2 separate regions of the Hordeum vulgare genome follow, and region 1 is linked to region 2. A link is a contact called in public Hi-C data. All regions are on one chromosome and are shown on one strand. Each heading gives the region's core, a stretch centred on a gene start, on an enhancer-like site or on the middle of the called end of the contact. The rest is flanking DNA. Distances are from core to core; before and after follow the strand shown.

The links. Hi-C and Micro-C count contacts between places; a contact is called where the count stands out from the background.
Region 1: a contact with region 2 is called in a Hi-C map of leaf, with 2.8 times the contacts expected there. The contact joins the promoter of LOC123415408 here to the promoter of LOC123446256 in region 2. A contact is called at or near these places in 3 of 6 Hi-C or Micro-C datasets (leaf and seedling).

What each region holds. Positions count from the first base shown.
Region 1 is chr1H:469,733,565-469,738,607 of MorexV3_pseudomolecules_assembly, forward strand. LOC123415408 (NAC domain-containing protein 90-like) reads left to right here and starts at 3,145. Exons shown (of 3, transcript XM_045106733.1): 1 at 3,145-3,301; 2 at 3,412-3,722; 3 at 3,996-4,605. The coding sequence starts at 3,145. The coding sequence ends at 4,334.
Region 2 is chr1H:469,509,270-469,514,295 of MorexV3_pseudomolecules_assembly, forward strand. It overlaps LOC123446256 (protein transport protein sec24), which reads left to right and starts at 2,449. Exons shown (of 14, transcript XM_045122932.1): 1 at 2,449-2,871; 2 at 2,995-3,066; 3 at 3,383-3,436; 4 at 3,541-3,716; 5 at 3,802-3,988; 6 at 4,138-4,283; 7 at 4,371-4,525; 8 at 4,641-4,722; 9 at 4,947-5,026. The coding sequence starts at 2,544.

The DNA.
Region 1 (5,043 bases), core at 1,895-4,394, 220 kb after region 2:
GATGTGCTTTGCAATTCGGAGCGTGGACTCATTTGCTCCCATCTATAAACAGTTAAATCCAAAAAATAATTTAGAAAATAGGAATATGACTTTCGTCGTCGCACGCAAGATGATCGAGTGCGTTAGGTTTTGTGAAGGGCAAATTTTTGACATGTTTCTTCTTACCTCCTCCTTTTACATGTCTGACAAAAAGATAAAAACTAACCTGATTATTAATTAATAAGGTAAAGGGATCAGATCTATTATATACTATTATCTATCATGCAAAAAAGGAAAAGATAAAAGAAAGCATGTTAAAACTACTCTTCGTGAGGATGTAGCCTTCAATCGGCACTTGAGCATCCTATGGAGAAAAGCCCTTTATAGCCGGGAGTTGCTAAGCGTCGATCGGCAGATCTTTTAAAAGATCTGTCGCCTCGCGAGCCGTCGGATCTAACAGATTAAGTAGACGAGGATCACCTTCTATTATTGCAACACATATACTTCCTTCGTTTTTAAATATAAGTCCTTTTGGATATTCTACTATTGAACTATATATGAATGTATGTAGACATATTTTAAGGTATAGGTTCATTCATTTTGCTCCGTATTTAGTCTTCTATTAAAATGTCTACAAAGACTTATATTTAGGAACGGAGGGAGTAGTATTGTAGAAATTATGCAATACGGTTATGTTGCTGTTTTTTTGTAAACTGAGGTCATGTCGTAGATAATTTTTACAACAAATATTTTGTTACAAGTTGTTTTGAAACAGAAGTCTTGTACCAGCTAAATTTTCTTTTGCAATAGAAGTCGCGTCTAAATTTATTTATTTTGTTACAGTTTTTTTTTCAACAAAAACCTTGTTACAGAAACTAGTTGTAGCAGAGAACGAGCAGCTAGTAGCGAGCGCATCGACCGGAAGAAAGGCCGGTGCTCCCTTGCGACGGTGGCGCTACGATGGATGCAGTGCCTCGCGGTGAATGCAGCTGCTGGTGCTTCCCCGAGAGGCCGATGCAACCCGAGTTCGGGCGCACGACGATGACGAATGTTCATGATGGTGGCCGGTGGCTACAACGGCATCCACGTCGACATCCTGTCGTCAGCAAGCGTTGTTGCCAGTGTTGGAGTAGCGCGGCGAAGCATCTGCTTGAGAGGGAGTTCGAAAAAAGCACAAGTGACCATTCGCAAAAAAAAAAAGAGCACAAGTGACGACTACTTTTGAGGGGATCCAGATCCAGATCCCATATCACACCAGTTGTTGCGGTGGAGGAAATTGCAACAACCACTCAATTGCAAAGCTAGTCTAGGTAATTTGCTTCTAGCCATCTGATCAGAATTAGATCCAACAGCCACGAAGGCGGCAGATGCATGCGTGTTATTAATGGGGTATTCTAATCATTGCCTGAGCTCATCGACGGATTACTATTATTTCGGCTCCATCTTACTGATTAATATTTAAGTGTCCTTTTTTATGGTACATATTTAAGTGTCTTTGAAGTGATTATATACCGCATGATTTTGTTTCTAACATCATGGGATGTTGTAATATTAAAAAATCATTCTTCAACATGTACATTCTGCCATATCATATTATTCACCCAAATCATTTAGCAATTGTAAAAATTACACAAAATGACATGAATATATAATACGTGATTTTTTAATACATATATTGATTTTTTATAGAGTAACCACAATCATTTACAGAAACTATATTTTTGAGATTAGAAACAAGTGCACATATGAACTATCATTAGGCGGCGTTCACGTGATTATATATATACCAGATGATTTTTATTCTTAAAACAATGATTTCACAATAATAAGAAAAACACACTTCAAAATGTATATACACATGTATCTCACAAAAAATACACATGTATGCCATATTTGTTTTTGCACCCACATACATAGTTGGAAAGAGGAGATAAGAGGGACCATATTAAAATTTGCTTTAGATTATTCTCTTAACTCGTCTTAGAGCATCTACAATCATGGAGGGCAAATCTGTCCGCTCAAACGTCCGCATACGCGTACGGATGTATCCACAGACAATGATCGAGCACGCCACATATTTTGCTTGCACAACCGCGTGGCTCACATCAGAAAGCCCAAATTCATGCAATCCATGCAACACTATGTAGTTAAACTGGATCATAGCTCCTCGCCGGACAAAATGATCATAGTTCATACGACAAAGTTCTTAGAACATCAATAAAACTTAGATAAAATGGGTAAGGGAAGAGGAATTCATCATTTCGTTGCCAACTCCTTCCCCTTGTGGTCGTCGACAATGTTGTGCCCCTCTTCCATGTACATATCAGCATGTGACAGTGTGTCGTTTGCATCGAAGATGAAGCTGGAGCTGCCCATGACGTCAGAGTTGTCGGAGTGCGTTTGGCCCACGAGCCGTTGAAAGAGGGATAGGAGGACAGTCCTGACGTTTGAAGACGGTTTAAGACGGCCGAGCGGGTTATTTTGTTTTACCGGTCGATCCGTCCAAACCATTTAGAGCCGGTCTGAGATGTCCGGCTAGATGCTCTTGTACCTCCTTAAAATTTGCTCTGCTTAAAACAATCTCGGTCTGCATGCCCCCGAGGCTGCCCTACATCATGGTGAGTTTCTTCCTTCTCAACTTAAGAACTACTGGACCATGTTGAGTTTGGTTACTGCTAGCTGCAGGCCTACGTTCCACCTGAACCAATCACCCCACGGTAAAAGCATGCATACCCGTCAGGTCACTGTTGCCATGCCATGCCACGCCCACGCGTAGTCACGTCATATGGAAGAAGATGGCGACCGATGCAGGCGGCCTGGTTAGTTAAGTCCAAAACCGAATCAACATTCATCATTAACTAAGAGCCATAACTAAGAAAAGTGAGTTTTGAACACGTATGAGACTGACCGAGTCCTTCCTCCCCACAACACACACAGCAAGCCCTCCACTCTCTCTTCCTACGTTTTTCCACCACGATAGTAGACATTTCTCCGGGATCAAGCACCGCGCCGATCACCACGACACACACAACGCCTCCCTATATAACCACACGCGCCACGGACGTAGACCATACAGGCGTTCCCACCACTCCATTCGAGCTCCACGACCGAGGTCGTCAGCCGCGAGCTCCAAGGGAGATCAAGTCGACTCGACGTGCGTGCGCTATGGCCGAGCTGCCTCCCGGGTACCGCTTCTACCCCACGGAGGAGGAGCTGGTGCGCTTCTACCTCCGGCACATGCTCGACGGCAGCCGCCGCGACGACATCGAGCGCGTCATCCCCGTCGCCGACGTCTGTTCCCTCGACCCGTGGCAGCTCCCAGGCACGAACCAGGACATACATATACATGTGGAATAACGCATTGCCATTGCCGGCGAATTGCCAAGGGAGAGGTCCCATTGCTAACTGAGTTGTGTGTGTGCGTGCGTGCAGAGGTGCACCGGGGCGCGTGCGCCGGCCACGGGGAGCCGTGGTTCTACTTCTGCGCGCGGCAGGAGCGGGAGGCGCGGGGCGGGCGGCCGAGCCGCACGACGCCGTCAGGCTACTGGAAGGCAGCGGGCACACCGGGGCTGGTCTACTCCGCCGGCGGCCACCCCGTCGGGACCAAGAAGACCATGGTGTTCTACCGTGGCCGGGCGCCCGCCGGGGCCAAGACCAAGTGGAAGATGAATGAGTACAGGGCCTTCGACGATGACGGCACCCATGCCGATGCCGCTGCTCCGGCACCAAACACTACTTTGGAGGTAATTAAAAATATAAACGCGTTTTTGTTAGATGATACTCAGTACCAGTATATGATAATCACTAGTAGTAGTTGCCATTCTTTTCGCCGATTCGCCATATGCTGGATGTTCTTTCATATGCAGTGAAGAGCCAATGCTGATTGCGAAAGCCTATGGCTGATTGACTATGCATATACGCAGTCAACTATCACATGAGATGTGAAGAAATATGCAAATCAGTTAGTAGTTACAGCATTTTTTAACGTCTATGCATTTTTGTGTGTTTGTTTGTAGGTGCGGAGCGAGTTCAGCTTGTGCCGGCTGTACACGAGGTCAGGCAGCTTGAGGCAGTTCGATCGCCGGCCTTGCACCGCCGTCGCAGGCAGCGGCGCCGAGGACCCGGCGTCGTCGTCCGCCGCGGCTGCGTCGGCGAATGAGGTCTTTGAAATGGGAAGGGGTCAGAAGAGGAAAAGGCATGCAGCGAACGATCACGCGCCATCCAACGGCGACGCCTACCGCTCCGTGGTGCAGCAGCAGCAGCAGCAAGAGGTGGTGGGAGGCGCTGACGAGCAGCTCACCGCCGACGACATGACCGACTGGGCAGAGCTTTTGCACTGGATCGAATATAAGTGATGAAGCTCTTCCACACAAAGAAGAAGAAGAGAGGAAGCTCTTAAAAAGTTTATAATTCAGTAAAGAATCAATTGGGAAAATACACACTGATGCTTTAGGCGAGCTACTTTTTTGTTTACATTCTTCACATGAGCTACTAAATTCTTTTATTCTTACAAAAAATCGTCGTCACAACGTATGCCACGACGATGTCATTCAGTTGTACAGTAGTATTATTTTCCCTGTGGAACTTAAACGCAGTTCCTTTTCATCAAAGGAAAATTTTCAAGTCAACCACCTGTGTTCTCTTGGTGCGTGCAAAGATTCCTTTCCAGTGCATCGATGGTGACATCTCTTATTTAGGAGTATTACGTTGCGTGGCAGCGAGTAGGATCAAACGTAACGGGCTACTGTACACAACTAGCTAGGTTACTAGGCGTAGGTCCATCCTCATATTGACTATCCGTTGAACTTTGCTTGCTGACAGAACGCAGCACCGTTTTTGTTAGAATTAAATGGGCTTGGCCATTTATAAAATTCTGAAATCTTAAATTGAGTCCATAAATAAGATGGCAAGTGGAGGTGTGGTGGTGTTAAAGTTTAGTCCCATACCGTTAGTGGAGGAAGTGTTGGACCTCTTTATATAGTGAGTTCTCCTCAATACTCTAAGTGTGTGTTGAGAAGAGAAAAGAAAGAACCACACGCGCGCGCTCGCGCCCCTCGCGGGACG
Region 2 (5,026 bases), core at 1,199-3,698:
AATCAACGTTATTCATTGGATTGAAATCCAAGGCCTACAACCTGAGCTTCCTTATCACATTTCAATGCTTCTTCTTACTCCTCACATCACATCACCCCCTCTCAGGTGTACCTCTTGCCTCTCCTCCTTCATCAATGTCACAACGAGCTGTGTTATCTCTGTCTACTATAAGATCCTGACAAGTTCTTGTTGGCGCCGCCATGATAAGGCATGGCATCATCATCTTTATCCCTAGCGTCGAATTTGAGCATTGATCAAAACAAGTAATGCTCTACCTTAACCCGCCACCCCTATGCCACATCTGCGCTGGCGAGGCTGGCGCCAACTATGTCGTTTTTGTCCCTTGTGTGGTCCTAGCTAGTCCTTGTGAGGGCACCGCACTAGGGCATCTTGCCCTCGTCTTTGCCTCACCTTCTTCTTCTGAAACTAGTTTCGTCGGTCGCCTTAGCAACCATGCTCTTTTTTATTTGAGCAACCGCGAATTTAGAAAGGAAGAGAGGAGACAAATGGAGAAACCTAGATTTGTCCAATGTTTTTTATTGCGAATCAACCTAGAGTTGGATGGTTAGAAGGACAGTGAAATCCCTAGCCTACGAGAGTTTAAGTCCTAGACTTGATACTAGTCCTCGCATTTTCATGAATTTATTTCAAGCCTTCGGCGATGTGCATGATGTGGATACCCATAATAGGTAGGCCCATGAAGGGACAAAGTATTATAGAGCATAGGAGCCGCATGACAGATGGGCTCAAATCAATCTCAACCACCCAGGAAGTTACTCCGACAACATTTGAATCGCCACTACCCGAATGATAAGGTACTCAAACGGGAATTATTCGACCAAATGATATACTCAGCGGGTGTTTCTTTACAGGGACTTTTTGCTTTAGGGACTAAAAAAAGTCCCTTTTAGTCCCATGTGAAAGAAACAGGAGGGACTTTTAGGGACTAAAAGGGGGTATTTGGGACTAAAGGAAGAAGTCGCTATGAGAGGGACTTTTTGAGACTTTTTTGACACCTTTTTCAACAGTGCCCTTACTTTTAACATGTCATTTAATAACTTTTAGTACATTACTAGGGGTAACATGGTCTTTTTTGCATGTCATTTAATGACCTCTAGTCCCTGTTTAATCCCTGGAAAGAAACATGTAGGGACTAGGAACTTTTTAGTTGAGACTAAAAAAATCCTAGGACTTTTTAAAGAAACACGACCTCAGGATGGAAGGCATCCGAAGCATCATGGTGCATTCGTTATTTACTTTGTAAAACCCACTATACCTCATAGTGGATGATATTGATGATTTGTAGTGGGCACAATTAATATCCCCACTTATAACATAGTAGAAGATGAGGGGGTGTCACACTTTTTATAAGCCATCCCTCACCTCTTAGCTCCGGGCCGAGGCACTAAGGCCCTGTTTGGAACCACAATAGATTATAATAATCTGGATTATGAAGATAGACTATATAATCTGGTTTATAAAAATAATCTAGGTGAACATGTTTGGAGGCCAAATTATATTGTGATCCAGGTTTTATATTGTACAATGACATATCTGCCCTCTGTTTTTTAGCTGCAAAGGTAATAATCTAGGTAGTCATGTTTGAAGGACGGTGGCGGGGGCAGTAGGTAATTATCTCAAAGTTTCCAAGGGTAATGGATCATTAGTAATCCATAATCTGATTTTAGCTGGGGTTGGTTAGATTATGAGTTTTTAATAATCTGGCCATCTAGTTTTTATAAACTGCAATATAATCTGTCATGTTTGAAGACATAATAGATTATAAAAATCAGATTATATAATGTGAGTGGTTCCAAATAGGGCTTAATTCATTCACCTCTCTTTATCTTTCTCTTTCATACGCTCTCACATGCTCCTTGTATCTCGGTGTTCATACATAGAACAAAGAAATCTGCTTTGAAGCACGTACGAGACACAAGGCTTCACCGTAAGAGGCCCGAGCTCGTAAAAACACTCGTGTCATCCGTTTGCATCTTAATAAATCCTTCTCCTTTATTCTATCCCTTTTTTATTGTCAGGATCATTCATACGACAATGCATTCAATGGAAGAAGACGTTCACATCAACTACGAAGGCATATGTGTCAACTTTGTTAATCTCAAGATGATATGTTAAGATGATATGCCCACACAATTTCTCAAAGATGCTTATAAATATGCACGTGTTTATAGGGATGCGTATGTACGTATATATGATCGCCTGTCTGGATTGTGTTAAAAACGATTTTGGAGAACAAAAATGGAGTACTTCTCATAGCGTAGCATTGATTTCCGCTTTTGTAAACGACGTCCGCCCGAAACTAGGCCTGGTGACGTATTTTAAACCTAGCACAGCCGTAAGATCATCAATGTGCGGCTTAGATAAACACAGCCATTGCGGAACGCGAAAATGCGTCAATTACCGCGTGCGGCGTCAGACCCGACCCCCAGGGGCCAGTGTGTCAGATCGCGAGTCGCGCCCCTCGCCCCCTCCGTCCGTCCCCACCCCGCCGATCCCGACACCGGAGCCCGTGACCCGTCGCCATGGCGGTGCGCGCGACGGTCTCCCGCTTCCCCGTGACGCAGGCGGCGCTGGACGAGTGCGGCATCCAGTGGGGCATCTCCGTGACGCCCTTCGCCGCCGCCGACGAGCTCGGCCAGCCGCCCGCCATCGCCGACCGCGGCGACCGCCTCCCGCGCTGCGAGCGCTGCTGGGCCTACTTCAACACCTTCTGCGACGTGGAGCGCTGGGGCTGGGCCTGCGCGCTCTGCAGCACCCTCAACGGCTTCGACGACGACGCCGTCCGCCGCTTCCAGCGCCCAGAAGCTTGCCCCGAGCTCAGCGCCTCCTTCATCGACTTCGAGATCCCAGGTAGTCGCGCCTGCCCCGCTCTGTGTTTTTGTGCGCGAGCGACAGTGCCTGCTGGAGCCTTGTGATTTTTTTTAGTTCGATTCTCATGGCTTGAATGGTACTAACTGTGTTGTGTTTGTGCAGTGGATGAGGCAGATGGTGCAGGTGAAGGTGTGACGGCGCGGCCTGTCTATGTGGCGGCTGTGGATCTTGCTTGTAAGTTAAATTGTGCTGCTTAACGCGTCGCGATCATGAAATTCTGTATTGCTGGAAGTTAATTTTACCTGCCTGTTACATTTCTTATGGTGTTACCCATGTAAGCCACCTATAAGAGAAGCCTATAAAACGATAATACTTAGAGTGAGTGGGTATAGCTCAAATTCTTGTTGGTTTATATGACAAAAATTGCATTTACGAGACTTGATACTCCGTGTCAAATTTCAGTTGGATTCTCAAATAGTCTCTCGAGGTTGTGCTATGCTTTATATGATCCTCATAAGAACTGATTGTTGCCCTGTTTCAATGTCTTCAGGTTCTGAAGAGTTCCTGGAACTCATCAAGAGTGCACTTCTGGCAGCGCTAGAAGGTTAACATGTGTAATTTGCTGATTTTTTTGTTGCTCAAACAACACTGTGTCGTTAACGAGTCAAGTTTCCCCTTATTCTCAATTGGGTTTTCTCTGTGCAACAGCTCTGATTCCAGGCTCCCTGTTTGGGCTTATCACATTCAGCCACAAGATTGGGTTGTATGATGTACAAGGTCCAATGCCTGTTGTGAAAAATGTTTTCATCCCTCCAGACTCAGAAGAAGATGGACTGGCTGTCGCCCTTGAAGATGCCATGCCCCTACTTTCCTTTTTGGCCCCTGTATGTTACAGAACTACAGGAAGTGTTACAGGTTGGTTTAGTCAATCTCAGGATACCATTTAACTGTAAGTTAATCTATGAGCAGGTTGATACATGCAAGGACAGAATTGCCGCTGCCCTGGATACACTGCGGCCTACATCTTCATGGGAGAGAGGTGCTGCTTCTGGGCAGGAACCAGATACAGTTTTGCTTGGCGGGCGGGGTTTTGGAACGGCCATGTCTTCTCTAATTGACTACTTGAGTTCAGAGTATGGTTCTACTTTTGCTTTGGGTAAGTTAACACGCCTCTTTCTACAATTTTTAAATGCTTCTTGTCAGGTAGGCAATTATGTTTGTGAAGATGGTGTATTTTGCAAAGAGTTTTGTACTTGCTGTTTTCATGCCTAACTACCAACTGTTTCTTGTTAATATAAAAAACAGCTAGGGTATTTGCTTTTCTCTCTGGTGCTCCTGATTATGGAGATGGTCAACTAGACACTAGGAGATATGGTGAGCAATATGCTAGCAAAGGGGAAGATGCTGACCTTGCGTTGCTCCCTGAGCAGATACCTTTCTACAGAGACCTGGTAAGGTTATGTTGCTTTTGTAGAGAAAAAAATTACATTTGCTTAACCGTGTCTATCCTTTAGTGAGTTTAGTGAAATTTTGAACAGGCAGCTGTTGCTGTTCAATCAGGAGTATGTGTAGACATATTTGCTGTAACGGATGAATACACCGATTTGGCTTCGTTGAAGTTTTTGAGCATCGAAAGTGGTGGCTCGTTATTTCTCTATGCAAGTGCGGATGATTCAACACTTCCTCAGGACATGTGAGCTTGATCTTATGACTGCCCTCTGTATTTTGTTTTTGAAATTCCACTGCCTAGGTTCCTGATAAAATATGAATGGTCTTTTCCTCATTGCCTTGTCTTTTCTTCTGAACAGATATCGCCTGTTGAGTCGACCCTATGCATTTGGTTGTGTTCTAAGGCTGAGAACATCTCCAGATTTTGAGCCCGGACACTCTGTAAGATTCAAGCTACCTGTGTCCACATTATCTCTAGGATTAAATCCCGTGTGTGTCACTGCAAAATTTTATAATCCACCTTGGGTGCCACTGATTTTTTGGGTCTGGACCCACATGTCATTGCTACAATGAGTGGATGGTTACAAAATTTTGCGGTGACAGATAAGGATTTGACCCTTAACCATATTGTACTCTCTAATGTTAATGCATCCATCCTTTTACAGTATGGCCATTTCTTCCCTGATCCTCAATATGAAAATGTGCAACATATTATCTGCTGTGATTCTTTTGCTACTTATGCGTA